2 separate regions of the Triticum aestivum genome follow, and region 1 is linked to region 2. A link is a contact called in public HiCAR-type data. All regions are on one chromosome and are shown on one strand. The core of a region is the stretch at or near the end of the contact, and the rest is flanking DNA. Distances in the headings are between cores, read along the strand shown.

Region 1 (4,913 bases), core at 74-2,573, 340 kb before region 2:
GCCGCGCTCACTGCCCACCGCCACTTCCTGCTACTCCTCTTGGCACTCGCCGAGGAACTGGAGGAGACGCGTCGGCCCAACCCCGACCTCCTCCTCACGCCGGCGAGAAGTGCCGCCGCCGCCCACCGGCGAGCCCCAGGCCCGTGCCCTCGCGCCCTCTGCTCCTCTCATTCCCATGTCTTTCTCTTATCTCCTCTAACCGTCGCTGCCCCGCTTGTGCAGCTCGCCACCATCGGCTACGAGCTCCGCCATTGACAACCCGCCCCGGATCCGGCCGGTCCCCGTCAGGGCTGCCTCGCTGGGAGAGGAGGGGCGGCAGGAGGAGGTGCCGGCTGTCACGAAGGAGGTGGGGCGTTCTGTCCGTTTTTGCGTTCTAGCGTTGGGTGCCCGCCGTGTCCGCCCCATGTCCACTTGGCAGACAGGAGACCCAAACGGATACAAATCAGACAAAATCCAAGTCCTTTTGGGTCCGTGCGTTGGAGTTGCTTTTACGAAGTGGCAGCCTAAAGTGCATGGAAACAATACTTCCTTGCCATGGGTTTTAAATAAAACCTTGGTATTTCACACGTAGTTCAAGTTTACTACTCTCTCCGATCCGAATTACTACTACCTCCGTCTTGATTTACTAGTTCCCTCATACTTTGAGTCATATTTTAACTATGATTTTAACTAATAAAATATAAATTATATGTAGCAAAAGTAATATCAATGGAAATTACATTCAAATATGAATCCAACGATATAATTTTTCGTGGCATGCATTATTATTTTGCTAGTTAAATAAGTGATCAAACTTTGACCATGAGAATTAAACCAGGACGGAGGTATCATGTGACATTGTTTTTGCGTCAATTAATTATGATATGAGGGAGTGCTATATTTTTAGCGGATAGTGGCGATTCCGTTGGTGTCGTTACCAATTATGTGCAAGCAAACAATTGCCGATTTTCTTTCCGAGAATCGACACGCAAACAAACAGAGGGCGTCGTATCACTTACCCACATTGGATATTTTATTATTGTTCATTCATCCATCCGCGGACACACAGTTGACACTCGAACAAACAAAGATTGTAATGCCGATCAAGGTAGTGTTTTAATTCTACTTAATTTCACACAGAACCAGTTCATTAGTCACCACTACCTAATTTCTGCAGAATAGTTTTTTTCTTTTTTGAAACAAAAAAAACTATTCTGCAGAATAGTTCATTACTCGTTCAGATCCCATCTTTTAAATTTCAAAGCTCATGACTGACTGGTCTGTGCTAAGTCTCGTACGGACAACAGCTGACAAACGCGCGGGCCCGGCACGAGTACCCGGACCAGATCATCGGCATCCTCATCAATGCGTCTCGCTGCAGCTAGCAGTGGGCCCTAGAGTCAGCTTGCACCCAGACCAAGGGTCAGTTTTTTTGGCAGTTCTCCCAGAATTGACCGTAATACTAGTCCAAACTGGGTGCGTGTATGCATGCATGTGAGCTGCCGTTTCCCTAGCTAGTGGTAAGTGGTGGATGGTGCCAGCTTAATTTGACTAAGAGCTCTCTTCACTTAATCTATCACCTGGACTGTATAGAGATTCGCACCCCAAACGACTGACGGGGCCAACCAAGAATCTCATTCAAAGTACCGCATGCCTAGCTTGTTTACATAATAATGTCACTGATTGCAAGAATATGCATGCCTAGCTTGTTTACATAAACCAAATACTCCATCTGATCATTATTACTCCCCCCGTCCAAAGTACTGTAAGTGTCTTAAGAGCAAGTACAATAAGGTGATGTATTTTTTTTGCGAGAAAATTTTCGATCTATTCATCTTCAATCATGGCAGTACAACGAATACTAGAAATAATAAAAATTACATCCAGATCTATAAACCACCTAGCGACGACTACCAACACTGAAGCGAGCCGAAGGCGCGCCGCCGTCATCGCCCCTCCATCGCTGGAGTCGGGCACAACTTGATGTAGGCGGGCTGTAAGACATTAAATATTATATTCTTGCTTAATTGAAAGAGAGAGAAGAGGAGAGAGAAGAAAAGCGGGCTACTAGTTAACAGCCGGCTGCAGCACGTGCTCTTAGATACTTTGTGAGAGAGTGGGGTGGGCCATGTATCAAAAAAGTAGTACATATTTATATCTAGCTATTGTAGTTGTTGACTATATAAATGACATGGCAACATCATATAGCCAGCAGTTGGCTATATTATTAACCATGCTCTAAGTTTAGTACAACTTTGTATTAAAGCTAGTATAAACTTGAGACACTTATTTTGCGACGGAAGGAGTACAAAACTTTTTTTTTTTGCATATTTTGATATAGACTAGATAAGAAATGAAAAAAAAAACATAATAAAATACGTTTATATACATCTTTAAAAAATAAAACATTTAAAATAGTGAACGGAGGGAGTAGATAATATGCTGATAGTACCACTAGCCTCAGCAAGCTGGGAAGACACTCGTTCTCTCTCCTTCGGACACGTGATCGGCACACGCACATGCCTTTCGTTCTCTCCGATGATTGAAAGCTCAGTCCACTCATTTTCTTTAGCTATTTCTTTTTTCTATCACGCGCACGGAAGAAAGACAGTACTGTACGTGCCTGATTATGTAGACCGACCCGTCTCACATTATTGCTTTTGTTTCGTTGACCTGGTCAAAGAAAAGAAGATTACACTTCGGTAAAAAAAAAGATAACGAGCTGTTTAGTTTCCAGCCACATATTGCCACACTTTGCCACACCTCACCTTAGACAACCAAGTTAGGTTGGTGTTTGGTTCTAGCCACACCTAAGGCAAGAATTTTTGTTAATGAGCAGTGACCCCACATGTCATAGAACGAAAAGTGTGGCAAGATTCCCTTAGACAAGTCAAAGTGTGGCTAACAAGTTAAGCAACTCAAGTTAGACAAGTGTGGCAAAAATAATGTGGCAACATAAGACAAACATAGTCACAATCCAAACAACCCCTACATGTTTTCCATAATGAAAGAATTATAATTCTCTTGCGAGAATAAAAATCGCTGCCTGGGGGCGAGCCGGCGGCAAACTCGGCTCTAGGGCGGTTGGGCACCCAGCCGTCGCCCCCAGACGCCGATTTCGTCCCATTATTTGGCCCAATTTCGTTCGAAAACGACCCGATATCTGTGTGAATCGGCCCATATTCAGCGCGGTTCAGCATGAATTTTCCCATAAATAATTCAACAAATAGAAATCAATTAGTTCTTCATATAGTTCGCGCGTGGTTCGGCGTGTTTCGGCATCAACATAAATCAAATAGTTCAACAAATAGTTCAATATAAATTATATAGTTCAACAAATAAAAACTCATATTTCATCACACGTCATTCCCGGCGTCGCCCTTAAGCCTCCATAGGTGCTCCACCAGATCGTGTTGCAGTTCTTGATGCACCTGTGGGTCTCGGATCTCCTGACGCATATTGAGGTAGTCAGTCCAGGTTGCCGGTAGCTGGTGATCAACTTGGGCAAGAGGACCCTGCCTGTAATATGGTTCTGTGTCAGACACTGGTTCTTCCTGCTCGCTCTCAATGATCATGTTGTGCAAGATGACACATCAAGTCATGATCTTCCACATCTAATCTTTCGACCAGGTCTGAGCAGGAAACCGGACAACAACAAATCGAGATTGGAGCACACCAAATACCCGCTCGACATCCTTCCTGCAAGCCTCCTGAACCTTCGCCCATAGTCGTTGAGTGAATCACCAGGAGCTCCGTATGCAAGCATCCTCATAGCTGTCATGCACTTCTGGATTGAGGTGAATCCAAGTCTGTCGGTGCAATCATTCTTGCACTTGAAGTAGCCGTCGAACTCCCGGATGAAATTCACAATCCTGAGAAAAAGCTTTCGGCTCATCCGATAACGGCACCGAAATGTTTTCTCGCCGTGCAATGGAGCGTCGGCGAAGTAGTCAGAGTAGAGCATGCAGTAGCCTTCCAGACGATGCCAATTTTTTGCTTTCACCCGCCCCGGCGCCGAGCCACCTCGCCGAGGCTTTTCACTGCTCGCGAGCAGGCTGGCGAGGGCGGCGAGCACCATGAGATGCTCCTACTCCTGGACGTCGGCTTCGGGTTCCCCCTCTAGCAACGCCGCGAGCGCCTCCTCGTCTTCCGAGTCCATCATCGGGCCGGGCAAATCACTGAATACCTTGCGGGCGAGGTGGGCGCACACCCGTCGGTGTATAGGCCCTGCACGGCTGGAATGCCGGGAAAGTTGCCCGGACGGCGGTGGAGAGGTTGCCTCGGCGAAACCTCTTCTTTTTTCCGGCGGGGAATGGTCTATCTAGCTGTGGTGGGCGGTGGACGGCGCCGGAATCGGCAGGGTGGCGGCCGAGCGCGCCGAGGGGGGGGGGTCGGAACCGAATCTGGCGAGTGGCTTGACTTTTCTCCTGACAGTGTGGCCCCAGGTGTGCTTTTCCCTTGCGCCGGAGCCCCCGAGCTCCCCCAGTGCGCCGGGTTTGGCCCGCAATCGTCGGGCGCAAAAACGGGCTGAACCGGCGAAATTCAGCGTCTTGGGGGCGTGACTGGGGCATTTTTTTGGCGCCGGCGCGGAAAAAACGCCTAGGGAAGGCCTGTTGGGGGCGCGGCTGGAGATGCTCTTATACAGTATTACTACTCCCGTCCTCGTTTATTGGTCCACATTGTATTCTCTGCCAAATTTTGATCATAAATTTAACTAAAAAAAGTTCATGCATGTAACAAAAAATTATATCATTGAAAAGTATGTTCAAATACGAATTCAACAATATAATTTTGTCGATATGCACAAACATTTTGTCAGTTTAATCTTTAATTAAAATTTAGCGTAAATTATAAATGGGATCAATAAGTAGGACGGAGGTAGTGCTAGGGTAACGTGGCTAGCTATGGCTATAGATGCCAGTAGCTTTCAAGAA
Region 2 (4,934 bases), core at 1,437-3,936:
GTATCACAACTTGTTAACACCCATTCTTCGGTTTCTTTAAGCTTTCTTGCACGAACCTTCCATGTGCATTCCTTTTGCTCACACACCACGGTGTAACGCAATTTCATGTCGGAGTGCTCAACATAAATTGGCCTATGGTTTCGAATGGCATAGTCAGCCAACCAAAACTTCAGCATAGGCAAGCTCAGAAACTTCAATCCTTTCTTCAAATAAGCATTCTCGTCCTCATTCTCCACCCTTGGTTCTCCTGGATCCGGGCATGGTGTTGGCTCAATCGCCGTCATTCTCATTCCACCATCAACAACAGCTTTATGGGCAAGGCCGAGATCTTTAAATAAGTGAGTTCTTTTTTGTAAGCCCGTCAGCTCAAAGTGGATTTGGTTCTCCTCCTTTGTGAATCCATCCTCGTCCAACTGTTCAACTGGACCCTCGTCATCCGAGTCATACGCATATTGACGCCTAAAAGGCAAGTCACGATCCATGTCCTTTTGCGCTATGTACACATCCAAGTCACCAACATCATTGCCATGAAACCCTTCCTCTTGCTCTTCGTCGTCATCATAAGCATCTTCATCCTCTTGAATTACTCCGTCACTAGTAATCACCTCAACTTCATTTGCTTGGCTAGTTGGTGGTTGGCTAGAAGCATTGGGGGCATACAACTCAACCTCATTTGCTTGGCTAGTTGGTGGTTGGCTAGAAGCATTGGGGGCATACAACTCAACCTCATTTGCTTTGATAGTTGGTACACGGGGACATGGTGGGGGGATAAACATTGGGGGCATCAACCACAACCCTATGCTCAACAAGTGGCACCATTGTCCTCTCGCTCATGTCATCCATTGGGGAAGAGACATGCCGGTTCAAATCAAAGGTAAACCGAGGAGATTCAGTGGTGGCAAACAATTCAAGTGACTTGTCTTCCGATTGGGATACTTTTTCCTTGTATACATCCCAATGCAAATCCGAGGTGATAGGCATACTTTTCAAGCGAGATTTGGCTCCAACTCCAACATCATACCTTCCTATTAACTTAACATCAACATTGGTGTCCATCCACTTCAAGACTTGTCTCACTTTTGCAACAACATCCTCATAGCTAGGGCTTCTATCAAAAACCAATGGTTCCTCACCCGTGTCGGCATTGTTACTCAAGAATGCCTCCTTGTCAATGTAATGAACATTAACAAGTCTCTCCATCTAAAAATTACATGAATGCATTTAAGACCTCAATGAGAATTGGTGTTTATCCAAATACATCTTATTATATCCAAATCATATCAACACTAAATTATTGGTGATGTCCACAAAAGTATCACTAATCACTAATTAACACACTAAGCAAAGTTAACCCTAATCACTAACTAACCCTAACCCCCAATCTTTCTACTCAACAAACATATATTCCTACTACACACCATGCATAGCACTATATTATCAAAGTTAACCAAGCCATTCACACTAACATAAGGGGGAGAAAACATGAACTAGGGTTCCACCAACATGTATAAAATGCAACCAAAAGGACAAGACTTAACAAAAAATAATTGGATGATTTGGGAGAGATTAACAAGAGCAACAAAGTGATGGAAAGATCCACCTAAGGGATGTACCTTTTGGAGAGGATTTGAGGGGGGAGCTTGAGGGGTGAGAGAGAGTGGGGAGGCAGCAGCTCTTCTTCAAGCTCGGGCTGGATTGGGGAAAGTGTGTGGGGTGGGACCCACACACTCTCCCGGTGGGGTTATCCACTTACCGGGGCCAGACGCCATGGTCCCTGGCGTCTGGCCCCTTTGCCACGTCAGCAGGTCAACGGGCAGGCGGGCAGTGCGGGCCAGGGGCCAGACGCCAGGGACCCCGGCGTCTGCTTCGTAACCCAGACGCCAGGGACCTTGGCGTCACCGAAAAAGGTCAGAAACGAAATTTTTTTCGGAACGAGGTCAAATCGGGATTTAGTTTGCCTTAAGGGTCAGAACAGTAATTTTGTCCACCGAGACTGGAGCCAAGTCCGTAGCTGAGGTGACAGCGCCACGCAGGGGCCTTTTGGGAAATAAAATAAATTTGGTGCAGTACTGGTACCAGTAGCATGTAGTTATTCCCACGCGACAGGCCAGCCTTTCCCCTGTCTCTTTCCTATCATCACCCGTACCATTATATATTTCCACTCCATCTCATTCCTTTTCCCATATTCTCCCGACTGCTGATTTTTCTCTTGGTTATTTCTGGCCATGAGGAGGATATTCCCTGTTCCACAACACGGCCCGTGTATGTTGTAACAGCACAAAGCAACACGGTGGTGGCCGTGACTTGCAAAGTGGCCAACCGAAAGCGTGTGAAAACGACACCTCAAGCTCCAGAGAAAACCTTAGTACTAATTCCCTTTTCTTTAATGCGAAAATGATCGATATCTATCATGAAAATTCACAAGTAGAAAACACATCATATATAATATTATGAAAATTAGGTCGAGGTTTCTGAATCACCGAACGGCCACCGTTAAAACCTTTGTAATCCACGCACGTATGTACGTATGTAGTCCCTCGGTCTCATCCGTATCTAAATGAATTTAAGACAAGCTTTTCGGGGCGGTGGTATTATAAGACCAGATTTCGGGACGTACTACAAGTGTATGCACAGTTGCACTAATAAATATTCGACCATGCATAGCATCGAGTTAGTGGTTGGGTTAAACTGGTGTGCGGTGTGATTAGCAGATAGTGACGGGGCCGACAGGGATCCATCCCATCCGGGCTCTCCCAACCCCTTCGACAGTTGACACGCAACCGAACAAACAACACAAAGATCATCAGCATCGCATACCCACCCACGAGATGATAGTACTTTATTCATTATCAGTCCATTCATACGTCCATAGACACACTGTCGCCGGGTCGGCCAGGCCAAACATACTATATCTCTCTCTGATCCTGGTACCAAGGAATTTTACAACAAAATAAAACCAGTTCAACAGTCAGTAGTCAGTACCTAATTTCCGCAGATAAAAAAAGTCACCACTAGCTCGAATTTCATACTACCATTTCTCTTTCAGATTATACTGTGTATACTGCATGGAAGAAGTATTGACTTAATGCAGCAGTAGTAGTAAATGGAAGTGCAGTACATAGGGGTGGTACGTACGCCCGGCACCAATTGCAGCCAGCACACAGTACTAGTAAAAAGTACTCCTACTCGGAAAACAGCAGCAGAGCAGCATAGAGGAGAAAAGCAGTATGGACTGGGAGCTTGTCCCTCGTGAGCCTGAGGAGGAGATGGCCGTCCGAATAACTCTCTATGAGGGTGCTTGTATCCTGGGGTTCGTTAATCGTGGAAATCACTCCGGGACTCTAAAACAGTGAGTATTGGTCCATGAAATGAGTCAGAATCGGCAAAAACTGTCAGTCTTTATGACCGACATATAAACGCACCCTGAGGTTCGTTAATCGTGGAAATCACTCTGGGATCACAAAACAGTGAGTATTAGTCCACAAAACGAGCCAGAATCGGCAAAAACTGTGAGTCTTTATGACCGACACATAAACGCACCCCGAGGTTTGTTAATCGTGGAAAGCACTCCTAGGAGGAGTGCGCCTGAACCCCGTCACTCCTAGGAGGAGAGCGCCTCCTAGGAGGAGAGTGCGTGAACACGGACGAACTCGTTCCGACGGAAATCCATTGTGTTTGCACAAATGACGCTTGATCCGCCAAAGCTGGTAGCGGTAGGCGCGTGACCGTTATCTCATTGGAGATGGTGTGGTCCATCTGGCGCCCGAACCCGGCGTGGCGGTGCAACCCCTTCGGTGAGGCACAGTCGTCACAAGGTCGGGCTCCGAGCTGGAGGTAAATGACGCCATGGCTTACGGCGAGTACGAAGCGGACGCGAAGCGTGCCCGTCATGCAAGCATCAGGACGCAGGAGGCCGCGACAACCCTCACGGCCGAGGTCGCGGAGGCGAAGTCGCACCTCGCCGAGCCGCATGCCCGACCACGTCCATCATCGATCTCACAACGATCGGCGACATCAAGGTCACGGGCTCCGACGAGGAAGTGTAGGGCATGAGAGAAGGTGTCTGCCTCCTGTACCATGTGGGCTAAATTGTGTCCATGTCCTACTCTACCTCGCCAGGGACCAGAACTTCACTTCTGGTGCTCACGGTCATCGGACAGGGACAAAGAGGGAACAACAAGTACGGTCACCGGCGAAGATTTAGATTAGATTTTATCTTGCATGTAATTTTATGGATTTGATGAGTTGAACGAGGGATCTAGCTGTGGAATCAAATATTTGAGTGTCGATCTGACACTCTTTGTAGATGCGCCCGGACACGTGCGCTGACGTTGGGAGGTCGGATTTTGCTAGGTCCGGTTGTAGATGCTCTTAGGGCATCTACAACCGGATGGGGCAAATTTGGCCCTTCAAACGTCCGCGGACGCGTAAAATCAGTATCGGAGCATGTTCATTTGAGTACCTTTTTGTCCGTGCACGTAGCCATGTCCCTCATTTTTTCCTATACGTCCGGCCACATGCACATGATTGGTGAAGATGAGAGAGAGAGAAAGAAAAAAATAAAGAAAGGAAAAAAAGATGGTCTGTGGTTGGCCAAATCTTATGTGGCGGACACAGGACCACTTGACCTGACACGCGCGAGCACTCCTCATAATCAGGCCATATATGGGGGCAATATGATGAGTGTCGGACAGTCCGGACGTTAAAGAAGGCTTTGAGGGGTCCATTTTTGGCTTCTCTCTCTCTCCTGTCCAGTCATGATTCTGGATCCGCCTGGTCAATTTGGGGAGTCCAGCTATAGATGCTCTTAGGACATCTACAGCCGGGCGCCCAAACCCCGCAACATGCCCGGACGGAAGGCCCAGTCACTGACTGGTCAAAAAGCTGACCTGCCCGGGGTCCTCAAACCAGCCCCAAACGCCCTAACTAAAAGA

The links. HiCAR-type assays count read pairs that join an accessible place to other places.
Region 1: a contact with region 2 is called in a HiCAR-type map of leaf, with 5 times the contacts expected there. The contact joins two enhancer-like sites. A contact is called at or near these places in 1 of 5 Hi-C or Micro-C datasets (leaf) and 1 of 1 datasets of contacts at active chromatin or transcription factors (leaf).

What each region holds. Positions count from the first base shown.
Region 1 is chr4B:655,554,046-655,558,958 of IWGSC CS RefSeq v2.1, reverse strand. No RefSeq gene overlaps it. Among protein-coding and RNA genes, the nearest start is that of LOC123093920, 33 kb to the left of the region's middle. Within about 2 kb of position 1,323, at least 6 of the 8 cell types and tissues checked have an H3K27ac peak or open chromatin away from gene starts, as enhancers often do. A contact at or near this core is called in leaf, where this site is marked.
Region 2 is chr4B:655,215,358-655,220,291 of IWGSC CS RefSeq v2.1, reverse strand. No RefSeq gene overlaps it. Among protein-coding and RNA genes, the nearest start is that of LOC123090373, 9.4 kb to the left of the region's middle. Within about 2 kb of position 2,686, at least 3 of the 8 cell types and tissues checked have an H3K27ac peak or open chromatin away from gene starts, as enhancers often do. A contact at or near this core is called in leaf, where this site is marked.